2 separate regions of the Gossypium hirsutum genome follow, and region 1 is linked to region 2. A link is a contact called in public Hi-C data. All regions are on one chromosome and are shown on one strand. The core of a region is the stretch at or near the end of the contact, and the rest is flanking DNA. Distances in the headings are between cores, read along the strand shown. Region 1 has its middle 9.7 kb from the start of LOC107893964. Region 2 holds the start of LOC107940020 (probable serine/threonine-protein kinase PBL3).

Evidence for each region. A called contact is a pair of places that touch in the nucleus more often than the background predicts.
Region 1: a contact with region 2 is called in a Hi-C map of leaf, with 3 times the contacts expected there. The contact joins the enhancer-like site here to the promoter of LOC107940020 in region 2. A contact is called at or near these places in 11 of 34 Hi-C or Micro-C datasets (callus, hypocotyl, leaf and 1 more).

The regions. Positions count from the first base shown.
Region 1 is chrA13:18,813,714-18,820,238 of Gossypium_hirsutum_v2.1, forward strand. No RefSeq gene overlaps it. Among protein-coding and RNA genes, the nearest start is that of LOC107893964, 9.7 kb to the right of the region's middle. Within about 2 kb of position 2,513, at least 3 of the 9 cell types and tissues checked have an H3K27ac peak or open chromatin away from gene starts, as enhancers often do. A contact at or near this core is called in hypocotyl and leaf, where this site is marked.
Region 2 is chrA13:18,724,730-18,731,449 of Gossypium_hirsutum_v2.1, forward strand. It overlaps LOC107940020 (probable serine/threonine-protein kinase PBL3), which reads right to left and starts at 5,313. Exons shown (of 6, transcript XM_016873427.2): 1 at 4,736-5,313; 2 at 3,521-3,867; 3 at 3,288-3,423; 4 at 2,908-3,044; 5 at 2,679-2,802; 6 at 1,638-2,327. The coding sequence starts at 4,799. The coding sequence ends at 1,873. LOC107940021 (probable serine/threonine-protein kinase PBL11) reads left to right here. Exons shown (of 8, transcript XM_016873428.1): 4 at 1-281; 5 at 361-496; 6 at 561-697; 7 at 853-976; 8 at 1,074-1,453. The coding sequence ends at 1,453.

The sequences.
Region 1 (6,525 bases), core at 1,263-3,762, 86 kb after region 2:
ATCTATCAGCCATTGATTCTTAATAAAATTATATTTGATGTAATAATTTTATTTATTATGAGTGATATATGATTCACTCTACTTAGATAAAACAAATGTTTTTGATGAAAATATATGAAGTGGAATTCAATATACCACCATTGTTTTAGCTCTTAGCAGCCATCCAGTTTTTACTTTTATATTCATGAATGGATTTCAAAGGCAGCAAAGGAGAGGGACTGCGATGATGGTGCATGGGGGATGGGATTTGAGAAGGAGAGGGCCAAGGCCAACCTCAATTAATGTTTGCAATTCCCCACCAATTTCATGCTACGAATTAACTTTGTTATCAACATCATGATTAATTCAATACTAATACAACTCGATTCAGGGGCGAAGCCAGAAAATTTTTTTAGGGGGGACCGGATGAAATTTTAATTTTTTATAGTTTATATTTTTGTAATTTGTAAATGATTAAATTAAATTTTTATAATTTTAGGGGGGCCAAAGTGTAATTTTACCTTTACTAATTTAAAATTTTTAAAAAATTTCAAGAACCTAAAATGAAATTTTTCATTTTAGGGGGGCCGGGGCTCATGCCAGCCCCCTTGGCTACGCCCTTGACTCGATTGTGTTGTTGAGAATTATTAGTAGTCTCGAGGGTATTCTTGTATGAGATTTTAATTTAATGATAAAATTGAAATTTAAAAAAAAATGAAGTTTTAAGTGAGTCATTCCGTAACAACACGTGGATTATCCTTTATGAAATTTTTGTAATTTTTTTTTAAAAAATATTGGTATAGCTAAAGGCAATAGGTCCCTAACAACAATGCTTATTGATAAAAATTCTCCATGCCCAATGCCTATGGCTAGGAATGTAACAACTTTGCACCTATAATTTGACTCTTCCAATTTTCTAATAATAATACAATGTTTATTCTTTTTCTTAATTTTAGATTAAATTATGCAATAAGATTTAATTTTTGTATTTAAATTTGGCATAATTAAATCTTTCTATTTTTATAGTGTTTTTAGTTAATCCAAATGGATAATATTAAATTTCCTTTTTAAAATATTGTTGTATATTTTTCCTTAAAACAAAAACAAAAATCATGATGAGCTAGAATAAATGTTTTTAACAAAAAACTATTTCAGTGTTTTAACCGGAATATTAACAATGTTAGCTATTTGGACTAATTGGTGACATTATAAAGGTAGATTGTGGTAATTCATGTGAAGTGTGGAAGCAGGTCATCCCTTCGAGGGTTTTGCTGCAATTATTTTTCTGCTTCGTTGATGGAGTGGCTTTGGATGAATTTGAAGAATGAGTTTGATTTAATTGTCACGGAAGTTGATTAGCAATCTTTATTCGGCATTATTTGTTGGAATTTGTGGGTGTTTCAAGGGGAAGCTTTAAATATATCTCACATACTCCAATTCTCGTGGTGTTAGGTGAGTTCCATCAAACATAAGCCTGGAATTTCTGCAAATAACACCATGAGCAAGAGACGATGTTGAGTGTGGAAATCTCCACCTTCGGGTTTCATTAAGTTGAACACGGATGGGGTAGGGGATCCTAACTCAGGGTTAGCTTTGGCGACAACTGTGGCAAGAGATGACCTTGGTACATGGCGTGGGGGAGTTGGGAGAAACATTGGCAGATGTAGCGTAGAGCAGACTAAGCTTTGGGCGATTTAGGATGGACTCCTTCTGGCAAGAGATGCTAATTGGGCTAATATTATTATCAAAACGGATTGCACTGAAGCTTTGGAAGCCATTTTAGATAAGTCTTATGGGCATTTGAACAATGATCTGGTCTTGAGAATCTAGGAGCTATGTAGAAGACAATGGTGGGTGGTCATGCAACAGACTCCTAAAAAAGCCAATGTTGCCGTGCATACACTAGCTGGGACGAGGAGCTTTCCCTTATGGACCGATAGCATTCTAGGAGACTTCGGTAGTGGTCGTGGAGCAATTACAATTGGATGTTCGGCTTATATGTAATGGCACTGGAATAATTTTGTAATTGGTTCTAGTTTTTTTTTTCTACAAAAAAAAAGAGAGAGAGTAAAAGTGACTAAAGTATGTTAATTTAAAGTGAGAATTAAATCTCAAGTTTGAGCACAATAGAGAGACTAAAACTATAATTTAGCTTTGATTTTATTATTTTTATGAATAAAATATTATGAAATTTTAATTATAAGTAAAAATAAATATTAGTTAGAGGGAAAATGATAGTTACTATAGCATTAGTCGTTAATAAGTTAATATAGGCGAAGATGGAGTAAAGGACAATATGCAATATTGAAAGGGGCAATGGTAGATCTCTAAATGCATGCACTGCTATTTTGTAGGCAAAAGGGATACATAAAGAGCTCAAGACGCAATGATAAATTCCACTAATCCATGAATGAAAATCCAAACAAAAATACAAAAGATCAATGGCGTTTTAATGGTGGGAGAGAATGGGATAGGCCCAAGTTCCCAAAGAGATTGATATGCGATGAGAAGAGGAGCCACTGCCCAATGGCCGCTGTGGGTCTTACTTCCTTTTCATATTCTTTTGATGAAACTCCACATCATGCCAACTCCCATCACCCAATCAATTGCTGCCATCACATGTGCCACATCTACTTTTATGCCTTTTTTTTAACACAATTTAAGATATTATTTTTATATTTATCTTCTGATTCATGAAAATTAAATATTGTAAGGTTGGTAGTTTCTCTTCGTAATAATATTTTCTTTAAATTTAATTTTTTTAAGTATAAAATATTCATTCAATATTTATTACTTTTTTAACTCAAAAAAATAAAAAAAATAAATGGGAATTTTATAAGCTACCATACCTCGACATAAAAGAAATATATGAATGATTACCTGCTAAATATTCAATAAGCTTATCATAACATGTTTCCTTTTTTTTTCTTTGCTTTAGCCTCTTATTAAGCTTAGTAAGCTTAATGCTGCGGTGGGCTCTTCGTCATTTGCCATATATTTTTGTATATGTTTGATAAAATGATAAATGAGCCTAATTTCTCCTACAAAATGATTTTAAACATACATTAAGGCTTAATTGCGTCAACATTCTCAGACTATTGTTCGTATTACAAATTGGCCATGAATTTTACAAACATTTTAATCAAAATATTGAAATATCAATATCATATCAATTAGGTCATTTAGTTAGTTTAGCCATACCAACTCAAATTTGACTTGAAACATATTTAAAACACATGAATCTAATTGTAAATACGTGTATCTTGACTTATTAAAAAAAATGAAATAATCCTTCTAAATTTTTTTGAGATTGTTAAAAATTTTTAACATGTTAGATGAAAGTTGTTTATTTTGTGAATACGCGCGTGTTTTATAAGTATTTAATCGATGTGCTTTAAGTCATCTATCTAAACAGTAATTTAGGACGTTTGGTGTAATTTATGTTTAGATGATCCCAAAACAAAAGTCCTTTCTTCAATTAAACCAACTAAATTACTCCTTACTGGTTTTGGATCATTAATTTTACCCTCAAACATTCATTTGTAATATTACAATGTGGAATGCAATTTTTTGGGGAATTTGATTACCGGAAATGTAAAAGGTTACAAATTTAAATTTCGGTAAAGTTATATTGATGTGTTTTGTTGACTAAACATTTTACTAGGAATGTGATAATAAATTTCAAAATTACCCATAAATAAAATGCCATTTTTTATTAATTTTAACATTTGTAATGATATTCATTTATCTCAAAATTAATATATAATTAAAATTTTTAAAAATAATTTAAATTGATAGCATTTAAAATTAAATAATTTTGTGACTTTGTGGTTAAAAGTATTCTTTAAACATAATGAAATAAATAAGAAAAATTTTTTTATCTCAAAATAAATTATGATTTTCTAATTACATGAAAATTGAGAAAATTAATTTCCTACTACTATCGAAAAGAATCTCATTCCATGGTATGAGGGAAAGTAATACTTTTTAGTATACTAGACGCGATAATTGTTGTTTCACCAATTAAATTTTCAGAAAAGTGATAACTTTCCAAGTTTTATTTTCTGATAATGTATTTTAATTTTTGGTTGAATTCTTTTTTTAATGATTGATTCAACCTCTTATTAAAAAAAATATTCTTTGGTTATATTTCATCCCTTCAACAAGTTTAGTAATGAGCATAAAAGCCCTATTATTCCAATGGAGAGACGAACCAATGATTACCTATTTAGGAAATTTCCAGACGAACAATTTCACCGAAATATTTCAATTTATTATTTCACTATGTTCAACTCTATGTATTCCAGGGTGTTCATAGTTCAGTTAAAACCGAATTAACCTATCGAACCGATCTAATTCGATTAATCATTCGATGGCTGAATTTAGTTCTGTCGGAGGTCAGTTAATGAAATTTTGAAATTTCGGTTATCGGGTAATTTACTAGATTAATCGAAATAAATAATATATATTATATATAATATTTTTTATATTAGCAATGTATTTTTTGAAATATTATTTTTATATTAATCAAAATAAGTTATATATTATATATAATATATTTTTTTGAACTATTAAAAAAAAGAAAATGAACGTTAGCAATGTAATTTTTTTTATATATTTTATACTTATTTTAACCAAAAGATAAAAACATATAAATTTTAGTTAACCGATCAAATTAACTGAAATATTTTGATTCAATTAATGTATTTGAAAAAAATTTTGATTCGATTAACGGTTAAAAATTTTTACATTTCGAATTTTATTCAATTAATAAACGGCTTATTGGAATAGATGTAGTTAAATAATACCTCCTAGAAACGTATAAGAAATTTTCTCCTCGTACGGCTCGAGAAAAAAATGATTTAATAAAAGTTATGTCTATGTACCAAATTGGCTATTTGAACACCCTAATGTATTCCTTTCATAATATGAAAATTTGAATATATACTTTTTGTTTGATTTGATTTACCCTTGAATGTTTTAATTTACTTTAACTGAGCTTACATGTCCAAATTATCAAGTAAATGATGTTCCTGATATAAGTAGTACATCTAAGCATATTAAACAATGGTACAAAAACATAAAAGCTTTGATGCTTTAATATATAGTTTTGAGTGGTAAAGTACTTTTTCACAAGTTTTTAATTTGTTTGATAAGTTTGGTTTTACGTTCTTTTTAATTAATCCAAATCTGAGGTTAATTTGTTTTGGCATGAAAAAAGTTGAACACTTTTACTACCCCATTTTCTATAGAAAGGGTCCATGATGGATCTTTTTACATTCAAATAAAGGGTATTTTGCTGAAAAAGAAAAAAATTAAAGAGATACATGGGTTAAAAGTTAAATGAGAGAGGACTAAAGCCTCTTTAATTGAAACCATGGCCTATCATATTTCTATTCCAAATCATTTTATCAACATTAAAATAAGTACTCTAATTGTAATTAGAGATAGAATTTTATTTCATTTATACTTCTTATATCTATAAATATAGACTTTGGCGAAGCATTGTAGATTATTCCAATTGATTAATAAAATAATCTCTCTTTTTGTTCTCCTATTTTCTTTATTCTCTGTCTTTTATTTTATAACAAAACCATCACCTATCATATTTCTATCCCAAATCATTTTGAGTTTAATGGGGATGATTTCCTTACAAGGCTGTTTAATAATGATAAATACATTTTCATTTTAATCTTACTTATTGCTTTAGAACAATCTTACTTATAAATCTTTTACATCATAAAATGATTTCAAATTTACTTTAATCTTTATTGATGTCTTATGGGTAATTGATTGAATTTGCGTATAATTTTTATAAAAAAGATTGATTTAATTTGAATGTTTGATGTTTTTTAAAGATGAAAGCAGAGCTTTGAAAATATTGAAACTTATCTTTAATATTTAAATCAACATAGATGAAGTCAAAATTAATATTACCTTACTTAAGAATTCGGATTTATTCAAATAAGTAAAAACTATAATGAAAATAACAAGTATTTGTACAATATGTTTCATCTAGCTATGAAGAACCAAATTTTGACACAAGTAGGTAGCACCCACATTGTGACAGTAGATTATTGAAGGATCAGGTAGTGAGACATGCGATTCATCTAGGAACTTTTGGACTCTATTTATTTCAACTAGTACTGAATTGACAACCCTATACTCTATCTCATTAGAGGAACGTGCAACAATGATTAGCAGATGGGATTTCCACCAAAGGCTAGAATTTTACCAGATGCTGAACTTTTGTTATTAATATCATCTGCCCAAGTACTTGAACAACGTTGAATAAGTCTTTTCTATCATGTGCAAACCATGATTTTTGGTATGTTGATGATACCTTTATGTTAAAGGGTTAATTTTTTTGAATCAAGACTAAATTGATATAATATATGATTATTGAGGGTTAAAGTTGTTATATACTAATTTTAGAAGCAATTAAGTTATAAGGGTGAAAAAAGATTTGAATAATTAAATGATTATTTTATATTTTTTCATAGTTGAGTGATAAAAAAGAAATTTACTAAAAATTAGAAGACTACT
Region 2 (6,720 bases), core at 4,063-6,562:
AACATGGTTCGCCAACAACTCCAAGAGATTGGCCAGTTTCAAAGGTGAAAAAAGTTGGATGGGTTCCTGCCCGGAACATCCACGGCTTTTGTTACAGTGTCTTGAGGGCCGCCACCCGTAAATTCAGTAAGGAGAACATAATCGGTGAAGGGGGTTTTGGAAGAATGTATATTGGGTATATAAATCCAGACAGTATGAGAGCAGCAAAGCCAGACACTGGCAAGGCAATCGCTATCAAGGTGCTTGGTAGAAGAGGGATACAAAGCGACGAACAATGGCAGGTTGGGGTTCTGATTAAATCATCCTCTCTTTCTCCCTTTCACGGTATCTGAAAGAATTATGTTTTTTTGTTGATTTCAGAATGAATTGAGATTTCTAAACAAATCAAATCATCCAAATGTTGTGAAGCTTATGGGATATTGCTGTGAGAGACATCATAGGATTGTGGTCTATGAGTACATGTGCAACGGAAGCTTGGATGCCCATCTCTTGAGAGGTAGTGCTCAGTCCTTTACTTACTGTGACCGAAGAAAAATGGCTGATATAATCATGGCATACAGAGAATAATACAGAGCTAAACTGGAATAGGAGAATCAAAATAGCTATTGGAGTAGCAAGGGCAATAGCTTACCTTCACAACTGCACGAGGCCAGTCATTCATCGGGACCTCAAATCCTCTTATGTTCTCCTTGATGCTGTCAGTTTTTCTCCCATGATGCTTATTTTTATATGCATCCGATTACACATACACTAACTAACATTTACCCTCGAAATGTTTACATGGATCCTCACTGCAGTCTGCACAAAGTACTCATTTTAGTAAATAAGAAACAGCTGAGGGTCACATTGCAGGATTTCAATCCGAAACTATCATACTTTGGACTGGCTAGGCATGGACCTTTAGAAGACCAATCACATGTCAGTACAAGGATCCTTGGAACCAGAGGATACTTCGCTCCCGAATACTTTACAACAGGTAAATGTTTCAGCTTAACATTCTGAAGCCAGAGGAACTTTGGTGTATAGGTTTGGCACCCTTCAGCATTAGCTCAATTTTATGAACAATTTTTCAGGGCATTTAACTGTAAAAGCTGATGTATACAGTTTTGGAGTAGTACTACTAGAAATATTTTCTGCCTGTGTTGCAATCAGGAGATGTACCGACGGTACCAAAAGCGATCTTGCTATATGGGCTAAACCACATCTAAGCAATCACTTGGAACTGCATAACATCATCGACAAGAAAATAGCAAGGAACATCAATATCGAAGAAGCACACAAGTTTGCTTCAATCGTCGGCCAATGCCTTAGATCGGACCCTAAGGATCGACCCACAATGGGGGAAGTACTAGCAAGTCTAGAGCAACTGCAACAAGATATGGTACTCAGCAATTTGAACACACTTGTTCCATTCAAATACCATAGAAGGTGTACACATACATTAAAGAGTTAATATCTCAACTTTTTGTAAGTTGCTGTTGGTCACACTGAATTATGATTAGTTTATTTCACGAAGATTATCCTAACTCATGATATTGTATGCAAGATAATAAGAACTAACATTATGTGCATCAACCCCATAATTCATAAACACATGGATAAATGCTTGGTTGTGTCAGAATTCATACACACAATAATAAAAAATTCTTAGCATGTAAAAGGTTAATATTAATATGCATGACTGACAGTAAGGTACTAATACACCAAAGAAAGCAGCTGTATACAACAACGAGAAACAGTAATCCTCACGAAGCAAGGGTGGTGCTAATTGGTTATATGAAATGCAAAATTGCATAAAAAAAAGAGGTCAAAAGTTACATTTCATAAGCAACAAAAAGGATATACACACGCATAGGAAATTTACAGACGGAATCAATATGCGCGTAGGGATTGCTTGTGAGAGGGTAATGGGGATGCACTGGGTGTTAGATGCATGGGCGAATGGTGTTGTCTTATCGGAGATTTCTGAACAGGAAGTGGAATTGATTGCTGATCTACTTGAGTGTGTTTGGATGCGGTTTTTGGGGCTTCAAGTTGCTCCAATGCTGCCAAAACTTCAGACATTTTAGGCCTGAGTTTGGCTTCAGTACTTAAACATTGTAAAGCAAGGGTAGCAGCTGTATAAGCGCTTTTCTGTGGGTACTGGCCCCCCAACTTAGTGTCCATTATTCGAAATAATTTTCTTTTGTCACCCAAATAGGGTTTCGCCCAGTCTACTAGATTCTGTTCGATACCAACTTTTGTTTTATCAACAGCCCGTCGTCCAGACAACAGTTCAAGCAGCACAACCCCAAAGCTGTATACATCACTCTTAGCTGTCAAACGACCTGTTCAACAATGGAAGCTTCATTACATGTAACTTCTGACAAGATATAATATGCAAGCTTCATTAGGAATCATCTCATGGAAAGATAATTTATCTGAGTGCCTACTTTTTTTCATGCAAGCAGTTTGCATATGAAAGAACAAAGAAAATAGTTGCTTTACATAAGTATCCTAGTTTTGGACCAATGACTAAACAGACAATTGCACTTTAGATACCTTCACAGCAACCAGATTAAGATTTAATTTTTTATTTCAGCAACAAATATCTCTGATAGTAAACTAAGATACTAAGAACTTATGAGCAATCTTCAGAAATTGCAAGCAGCATTATGGGGTTTCAAAAAACCTCATACCGGTAGCAACATATTCAGGTGCTGCATAGCCGTGAGTACCCATGACCTGAGTTGAGACATGAGTCCTATCACCAGTAGGCCCTGCCTTGGCCAACCCAAAATCAGAAAGTTTTGCATTGAACTCCTGCATCCATTGAATTATTACCATCAGAGACATTAATCTATAACATGGACAACCATAAACATGATACTGAAAGGCACAGAATTATTAGCTTTTTACTCAGCATACCCCATCTAGCAATATATTAGAAGCTTTAAAATCACGATATATGACTTGGGATTTTAAATCATGAAGAAAGGAAAGCCCTCTAGCAGCACCTATGGCGACCTTAAGCCTCACCACCCAAGAAAGCGGTTGTGGCCCTCCTGTAAAACAAGACGTAGCATCAAGCACAATACTTGTAATTCAACAATATCTACATGTTTTATTGTTCAGTTGTTTAAGAATCAAAACTGCATGGGAAACCTCCTTAGGACTGACCAATAATTATAGTCATGACAAACACGTAATAGAACGGAATTAGATTTCAAAAACCTTCCTCATAATTCATGGACGCAATACTTTTAAATAGATGACTCGTGAAAATATTCGTAGGATGTGATACTTACTTCTAAACAGATGATTCTCTAAGCTTCCTTTAGGCATGAACTCATAGACCAAAAGTCGGTTCTCTCCCTCAGAGCAATATCCAATCAACTTAACCAGATTTGGATGATGAAGTTGGCCGAGATAATCAACTTCAGTCTGAAATCAACTGACTATCAGCAAACAGGGCATGTGCGCAGACAGAAGTAAAGTAGAAGGGATAGAGTAAAAAAAATATTACAGAAATGAAACTCACCAACCACTCTTTGTGGCCTTGAAAACCTTCAGGTTTAAGCTTCTTGACAGCAACAACCATTCCTGATCCAGGCTTTGTAGCAGCTAATGTGTTTTCATCAATCCATCCTTTAAAAACATAACCAAAACCACCTTCACCTAGAAGACTGTCAGGACGAAAGTTTCTGGTGGCATTCTTCAACTCGCTGAATGAGAACGGCTTCAAATTGGGGGATGACAATATTTCTCCTTCAGTCCTTGGTGTTGGAAGACATCCCATACTACTCGTATCACTGAAAGATGGGATGGTTAAGCTCGAAGGAGCTGAAGACCGACTGGTTTTGCTGGAAACTCTTGAGCCTCCTGAAGCTGGAAAGAGAAAAACAAGTTCCTCAGCTCCCGTTTTCAAATAGAGAACATCATATATCAAATGCAAAACAAACTCAAAACTAAACTTATCTAGCGTCACAAAAACACACATATTTCCATTTATGGAGCATGCATTTTAGAAGCAAACTTCTTTTACATCTAGTTTATGGTAGATGATATCCTCAATACATGGTGATGGTGAAGTCACAATTGACCTAGTTAACCAAACAAGGTTTGACACATACATCCGTATTTTAAAATCCTGTAACAATGGTTAAGGTAAAAAAACCACAGACTGCATAGCTCATAGCACTCCAAGCAAGCACCTACTGTTCTTTTTGCATTTCCTTTAAAACATAAATTTGCAGTGTATTTTCTACCCACTAGAACCCTGCATATTCATGTCCACATGACTACTCTAAACATTACAAACAAAAACTTAGCAAGTCAATCTTACACTTCCTTTTAGTTTGCACGTCGAAACTCATTAAACTTCAGTGAAAATGAAAAAAGAAAGAGCACCATTTTCAAGTGAACTACATCTATTCACCGACACAAATCCTCACACTCAACTCAAGAAATTGAAGAACAGTCTCAAGAATCTAGCTTTGAGCAGCTCTCTATTCCTTGAAACAGAACTAAAAACCCATGGACAACAATAACAGAAATGATAAAATGAATGTAATCATTAGCGATAAGCTTTCACAAGGACAAAAACAAATTAACACTAAAGGAATATACCCAAAAAAAGAAAGTCAAAACCAACATAAAAAGTTAAGCCTTTAGAGCTAAAAAGACAAAAATAATCTTCAGAAAACAATAACCCACCAAAACAACAAATACCCTTTTACAGGAAATAAATGGTTACCTGAAGTTGCATGGGGGCTTTGGCTGGAATCCACTCTAGTAGAAGAAAATAAACAGTTTCCCATCAGAGATAAACTAATGCTTCTTCACTCAAGTAAGCAAAAATATTCCTTTTTGTTTTATAGGACTAACAATTCAACAAGTCATAGTCATTTCTGAAGTCCTAAAAGAAGACAGGAAGCTGAAAAAAAACAGCTCTCCTTAACTTTGGGTTGTTTGGTGGATCAGTCAAACTGCAAAGTTTAGATAATGTGAAGCTCTAAATGGGAAAATAAAAACAAGAAGAAAATGAAAGAAAACAGAGACAAAGGAAAGCAGAGAAAGAAAGTGGAAGCTTTGGGTGTTTTTTATTTGTGTCGATAGAGAGAGGAATCCCAACAACCGCGTGAGAGGGACTTGTTGTGGGAGGGGGGGGGACTTGGCCTTACCTATGACGCGTGCATCATACAAAGGCTTGGTATTGGTGGCAAGCATGTATGCTCTTCTTCAATGGCGACCCTTTCTTTTATATATGTACAAGTCCTTCAATGGCCAGAGAATCCATTCTTTTTTGTGTAATGACTGAATTCTCCTTTCTTTGATGTACAAGTCCACACAACCTCAAATGATGTCTCTTTTTCTTTTAATTATGTATTTAATTTCCTGAATTATCCCAATCGATCGGATTTTAGGTATAATTATGGTTTTAGTCCTTGTTTTGGGTTAGCTACATTAGAAGTCACTCAACAATGGTTTTTCTCTTTTTTGTTTACTCTGTTATGAAAAGTTATAAAGTAGCCATTCAACTATTAATAAATTTCTTTCAAGTCACTCAACTATCTTGAATTTTTTAGTATTTCCATTTTTACATTAACCAATTGATGATCAAAAAAGATAAATTGAATAGTTAGGTGTGAAAAAAGAAATTTACTAATAATTAGGTGATTATTTTATAACTTTTTATAGTCGGATGACAAAAAAACTATAGTTAAGTGACCTCTATCATAATTTACCCTTTTTTTATTTGGTTAAATTTTGATATTTAATTTATTTATATTAATTTAGTATGATTTGATTTTCTATTTTATAATATTATTAATTAGGGTAAAGTGTTAGCTCCACGTAATTTTTCAATTTAAACTTTTCTTTAAATTATTAGTAAGTTTATATTTTAGTCACTTAATTTCAAAAATATTTCATATAAGTCACTGAGTTGTTAAAATTGTTTATGTTTGGCCTTCTCTATCCACACTGCTTGTACCAGTCGAAAGCTCTCATTCTCATTCTCATCTACAGTTTTTATTTTTTCTCATGAAATAACATTGAACATCATGAATTTGCACATGAAAACCCAAACAGCTTTCTTTCAATCTCTGACACTAATTGTCAAATTGACTTAGATATAAGTTATGTTCTTCTACTTGTTGGTGAGTACTAATTAATCGTATTGATTGTCAAAACTTTCAAATAGTTTAATGATCATATTGTAACTTTTTAAAGTTGAGTGACCAAAACTTAAGTCCTTTAAAAAAACGAATGTATTTTATTAATATGTAAACTTATTTTTTATTAAACATCATTGAGTAGTGAACGGTGATAGGTGAAAAAAATGGTTCGGCTGAACTTTTAAGTGGCTTTGAATATGTAATCGAATTTATCATTTTAATAACAATATTTTCAGGGTGGTGCCAACCGCCAGGGAAGCTAGCAAGGCACTCGGCCCCTTCCTAAAATATAAAATTTCACGTTTGGCATTTATATTTTACAAAATCTTAATCTAATAAAAGTTAAAATTACACTTTGACCCTCAAAATAATAAAACTTTGATTTAATATTTTAAAAATTATAAATATTCAAGTTATTAAAATAATAAAATGCATTCTAACTCTCATAAAAATATACAATTTAATTCCAACCCCTAAAATTTTTTTCTTATTTCACCCTTGAATATCTATTAATGTTACCAATTTTAATCTACTAATGACACTAGAAAAATAGGAATGGGTA